2 separate regions of the Mus musculus genome follow, and region 2 is linked to region 1. Evidence: chromatin contacts called from public capture Hi-C data. All regions are on one chromosome and are shown on one strand. The core of a region is the stretch at or near the end of the contact, and the rest is flanking DNA. Distances in the headings are between cores, read along the strand shown.

Region 1 (2,775 bases), core at 77-2,576:
CCTAGCCATTCCCCCAACATCCTCTAGTTTAGAGGGGAAGCAGGATACAATGTATCTAAGAGAGATGAAGCTCGTGGTTGTTCCTAGAGCTCCAGGACTCACGGTTCCTTTAGCAACCTAAGGCCCAACCTCCAAGGTCCAACTTCCCCTCATTTTAATTAACAAGGACTAGATTCCATTTTGCCATCTGCCTTCCCACAGCAATGCTTAATACTTACCGAGTGGGGAAAGGTGGCACCAGAATGAAGACGGTGGGGGGAGGGGGACTTCCTAGGGACCGTTATATACAGAGATAGCTTAATCAGTTCACGAATGGCTTAATGATATCTTTACTATCAGCCCTTGCAATGAATCCATTTGGTAGCTGACTTTTATCGACAGCGCTCCTTCCCTGTTTCCTTCCTACATTCATATCCCTATAGAAGAGCAGGGACCCTTAAGGGGGACTGTCGGGATGCACTCTTCTATGGAGCAGGGAGATAAAAATGCCTTTAGATTTTCCTTTAGGATAAACTCGGGATCAGAGTCCACCTTTACCAGATGCAAAACATCCCCGTGGGTTTATTTCACATACAGAGATGGGTAGTCGAAGGCTGTACACAGCCAAGTGAGTAGGGTCTGTCCAACAGCTTCAAGATGTTATTTTTCAAATTGGGCTGGAGGTGCACCTTGGTAGTAGAGTTCTTGCCCAGCATACACAAGGTCTTGGGTTCAAGTCCCAGTACCAAAATGAGAAAAGAAAGGAATTTGTACCATGTATCATAGAAGTCCACGCCTTGCTTTGTTACCAATGCCCAAAGTTATTTATGTCACCTCCAGGAGAAAGGACAGAGACGACCAAAGGCAAATACTTTATAGCAAATTAGTCACATGTAGGCTGCTTCCAAATCTTGAGCTTAAGCAAGGCTGGATGCCACCCAAGCTCCTTCATGGGGTTCCTCTGCTTCCTCTTCTCTCCCCTCCAGCATGGCACGCCCACGCGCTAGGGAGCCCAACACACATCCAGACTGAACTCAAGGGCCCAAACCCGAGCGAAGGGTTCTGTACTTTACAGTCCAGCACATGCCCCCACAGCGTTACGGAATTGCTCTTAGTTAATTCACGACAAGGTATGGAAAGCTTATCCTAGGAGCCCTCACCACCCACCCCCTCTTCGCAAAGCTTTTACTTTTACCCAGGAAACTTTCGGGTCAAGCTGCACAGGCACAGGCGCTAAGGGAGTTCCAGATAGAGAAATGTCCTGTGTGACGCGCTCCTAGCGCTCCTCACAGAGCTAGAGAGCGAGTGGGAAGATGGGCAGAAAGAAAGGGAAATATGTGCTTGACTCGAGACTCTTCCCTCCAGGTGGGAATCCATGCTTCTGATTTGGGTGGGGCCCCCCCAGAGGGCTACCCCTACTGTTTGCATGCCTTTATCATGATAATTAAATGTTCCGGGCAGATTCACCTCCGGGATTCCAAGCATGACTGTACATCTTACCTTATTGAATGGAAAGCTATTTTGCATCTGTTGAGCCCAATGTGAGCTCTGGGTTCTGCCACATGCTATTTATTTACCATATCACATTTTAAATTTTTATGTAATTAGCCATTATGCTCTTCTGGTCCTTAAAAAAAAAAAGGTGGACATACATAAAGAACCTAGAGACAAGAAGTATGTTTTAAATCTAATAATTGTGGGTCCAAACCCCGGCGAAGAGAACAAATAGGTGATGTTTATTTTGTGCTATAATAAAGACCAATTTTCCACCTGTTAGGTTTGTAATCATTTTTTAACTGCGAATATGTAACTAGGGAGTCGGGAGCAGGGAGCAGAAGGAAGGTCGCATTCCGTGTCAGAACTTGCAGCATACACTGTCTGTTCTAGAGAAGCAAAAGTCGGTCAATAACTTGGGGGATATACACAGAGGCTGCCTGTACATCCGGGAGACACACGGGAAAGACTGCTGGTTTTGCACCTGTCCACATTTGTACAGAATAAACACTTCTAATATATGACGGTGCTATCGTTATATCGACTATGAAAGCTCTGTCTTCGTGCAACCACGGCCATGCTGGGGTGTCTGACAGAGTTGCAGAAAATAGTTTGAAGTCATTCCATCTGATGGGAGTGGGTCGTGTAAGTAGGAGAGAGGCTGTGGGTGCTGGTTTGTTTGTATTTAGATGGAAACTATTCCGAGCTGCTTGAATGCTTCTCCCACCCCCACCCCTACCCCCTCCCCCACCCCCGTGGGTGACAGGGCGGTGTCTTGGAATTTGGCTCACCTAGGAAAGAGCATCTCCCCACTTGGAGTACTTGATTAGAGCCATGTGTATACACCCTGCCCACACTTCACAGTTTATGCATAGGATAGCTTGGCTTCATTGTTTTTTTTCCTTAATTTTATAAACATATATATAATGATGGTTTTAAATGGCTATGGAATTCTATCATCACCTGGAATTCTAATCTTAGCTGATATGGGGGAGGGTACAATGTTTGAAAAAAATGACATGGTATTTTATAAAACATATCAAGATTCAGTGGGATATTTAAGAGTCCACCATATCTACGCATTTCTAAATGGCACCAATTCCAATCTGAATTTTCTTTCCTCCCCTGTGCCCACCTCTAATCCTGGGAACACCCTACCAAATAGCAAAGTCAAATTTTCATTTAAAATTCTTTGGAAAGTATTAAACGGGCAGCCCCTCTTTTAGGACATAAGTAAGCTAAAACAATTCCCCCATGAATTCGCATATACCTTTAAAAGTCTCTTGCTCTTGACTGGAAATT
Region 2 (2,979 bases), core at 371-2,870, 150 kb after region 1:
CTTCCAGAAGCCCTGTAACCTTAGGTAGTCAATCACAGACTTTCCAGGGTGGTCTGCTCTGACAGCCAGAGTTTTCTGACCGTGATCTTAACATATGTTCAGTGGCCCACAGCTGGATCATCTTCAAACTAAACCTTACATTTTGTGTAACACACACACACACACACACACACACACACACACACACACACTGCCTCCAAGCCTTAGCTCCTTTTTTAAAAGGGGGTGGGGGAGCCTACATCCTTCTTCCTTTATTTATTGATTACAATCCGTGCGGGGGAGTGCAGGCTCAGAAGACAGCTTGTGTGATTTAGTTTTCCCCTTCTCAGGGATCTTCTCCCATCAGGGATTGAACACGTGTCCTCGGGTTTGTTGGCAAGCCCCTTTACCTGCTGAGCCATCTCATGGGCCCTCATTTCTCTTTTTAATCACTGCCCCCCTTGCTCCTTTGGAGCGGAATGAATTGCCGGTAAGGAATGTGTCTGCCAGGAGGCCCCTATCTGAGCCTAGAGACTGACAAGTCTCAGTTACCTGAAGCTTGAACTGAAGTAACACACCGGAGCGGAGGGTTGTCCTGCCGTGCACACCAGGCCTCCTGTCCTGGAATACTAATGTGCCTGTGTTGGATGTGACAAAAATCAGGAGGAGTGGGAGAGAAACTTAAAAAGTAAGGAACTTTCTAGAATGTAACCGCCACCGACCCTGCGGTGTGGAATAATTGTCAAATTGTCAAATGTGTGCATAAACACATAAATAAGATGAATTTATTTTCATTATTCATCTTCTATGCTCTTTCCCTTATTTATGTTTTAAACAACAGTTACAGTAAATGTAACATTTTTAAAGGGGGTGGGGGGCTAGAGAACCTGCCATGGACAGAGAGATGATCAAGAAGCCCTGGTGTACCCCAAATCCTGTTTCTTCTTTACAGTCAGCAAAATAAAATAAAATAAAATAAAATAAAATAAGCCTTAACTGGAGTCGCACTCCATTCCCATGTGGGTGGCAGGTGCTGGTTTATTGCGAAATGTCACAAAATCAGAATGTCACAGAGTGAGACACGAACTGGTGGGAACTGTTTTCCCAGACTGGCTACCCAATTCCTCAGAGACGCAGGGGTCCCCCTGGCTAAGCCTAATTCTGAGCACTCTTGAATCACTAGTGATGTAAATTAGCCAGGGTGACCTGTCTGGCCAACCTGGCACTCAGAGTCCCAGACCCCTATGAGGCTGGTGCCATGTCTGACCACAAAGGCTGGGAGCATGAGTCACCAGCCTCCAGGAGCGGGATCCAGAGAACCTCAGTTGCCAGCACAAGGATACTAATGCACTGAGCAGTGAAAGCGAGCAATGAAAGCCATCAGGCCCAGCTACTACTGAAGGAACAACTGGCGTTAGCTTCGGACCTAGAGAAAGCCACGGCCTGCCACACACATGCACTGCGCAGTGCAGGGAAGTCCTCTGAGCTACTGGCTCAAGGGGCAGGCACAGCCCCACATGGCTCCCATTCCTCTGCCAGTGGAGAGGAAGACTTCACAAAAACCCAACGTTTACAATCTACACCCTCCAGTTTCTCACCAAAGTCTTCTCTTTCTGAGGCTGGGCTTGACCACGTGGGTTGCATTGGCCAATCAGATGTGAGCAATTGTGTCAGCCAGGTTCCTCAGAAGGTATTTGCTCCTCTGTGGTTGCAGTTGGAGGGCGCACAGGCCAGGAGGGTGTGGGGTGGGGAGCAGACCCCAATTCTACTGTCTCTGTTGGCTATTCGTGCCACTCAAGCCTTGGGCTCCCTTTGTATACTTTGTAAACCCCTGCGTTTGTTCTTCGGGCTGTTCTAAGAGGCACTAGTTTGCTTTTCCGTTGCTGTGGCAAAATACCATGACAAAAAGCAACGCAGACCATTCCGGTAGGGAGCAGGGCACCAAGCAGTAGGCACCGTGGCAGGAACGAGAGGCTGAGAGATTACATCTTCAACCACGTGCAGAAAGAGGAGAACGGAAGTGGGACAAGGACATAAACTCTCAAAGCCCACCTCCCAGTGATGTATTTCCTCTAGCAAAGCTCATGTCCTAAAACAGTGCCACCAACTGGAGACTCTGGGTTCAAATGCATGCACCTCTACCACTGGAGAGATCTCTGGAGGTGGGGCAGGACTGATGACTCAGCGGTTAACAGCGGGGGGGGGGGGGGGGGGGGGGGGGGGGTTCTATTGCCAAGAACCGAGGTTCAATTCCCAGCATCCACACCAGGGAGTTCACAGCCGTTCCTAGGGGTCCAACGCCCCCATCTGGCCTCCATGGGCACTGCACACACGGTGCACATGCATAACACTCAGGCACGTGTGCACACATATAAAATAAGAGGACATCTAGAGGGGAGTGAAACTACACCAGAGGTTTGCAAAGGACACTTTGTAAATGCCACACTGTTACACAAGTGTCCACTGGAGACTCGGAGCTAGTCTCCCAGTGCCAGGGGACACTGTATAGATCAGATCGCAAAAACACTGCCTGAGGGAAACTCGAAGCCAGTCCCCCATTTTGCTGAGGTCAGACCCCAAGCCTCAACCTCCCTTGGGCTTCCTGGGTCCCCTGGGTAAATTCTTCTTGGCTCTTCTGGCCCGTTTCCTAGGTAGGCTGACAAAAGGGAAGAGTGGTCCTTGGTGATAGGTTCCCCTGTTGCTTGATGACTCTCATTGCATCCAACAGCTCTTTAAAAGTTCCTATATTGAAATATTTGACTTACAGAGGGGAAAGCAGATGCAAGCACACATGGAAAGTTCAAAAGAGAGACAGATGGAAAAGCAGTGGAGAGGCTTGTCACTGCTGTGGGAGGCCACCCTGCCACAGGCTTTGTCACTGCTGTGGGAGACCACCCTACCACAGTCTAACGACCAAAGCCAAGAAATCGGTGCTGACAGTCTAGCCACCAAACTTCAGAACATGTTTGAATGTTCCCACTTCTTAGTCATTTTCTTTGC

The links. Capture Hi-C pulls out chosen DNA fragments and counts their contacts.
Region 2: a contact with region 1 is called in a capture Hi-C map of embryonic stem cells, with 2.3 times the contacts expected there. The contact joins two enhancer-like sites. A contact is called at or near these places in 2 of 484 Hi-C or Micro-C datasets (embryonic stem cells and nephron progenitors), 3 of 115 datasets of contacts at active chromatin or transcription factors (all in embryonic stem cells) and 2 of 9 other capture datasets (embryonic stem cells and liver).

Annotation. Positions count from the first base shown.
Region 1 is chr2:169,886,750-169,889,524 of GRCm38.p6, forward strand. Tshz2 (teashirt zinc finger family member 2) reads left to right here. Exons shown (of 2, transcript NM_080455.3): 2 at 1-1,755. Among named protein-coding and RNA genes, the nearest start is that of AY702102, 75 kb to the right of the region's middle. Within about 2 kb of position 1,327, at least 2 of the 459 cell types and tissues checked have an H3K27ac peak or open chromatin away from gene starts, as enhancers often do. A contact at or near this core is called in embryonic stem cells, where this site is marked.
Region 2 is chr2:170,041,396-170,044,374 of GRCm38.p6, forward strand. It overlaps a transcript of Tshz2 not described here. Among named protein-coding and RNA genes, the nearest start is that of A630075F10Rik, 28 kb to the right of the region's middle. Within about 2 kb of position 1,621, at least 24 of the 459 cell types and tissues checked have an H3K27ac peak or open chromatin away from gene starts, as enhancers often do. A contact at or near this core is called in embryonic stem cells, where this site is marked.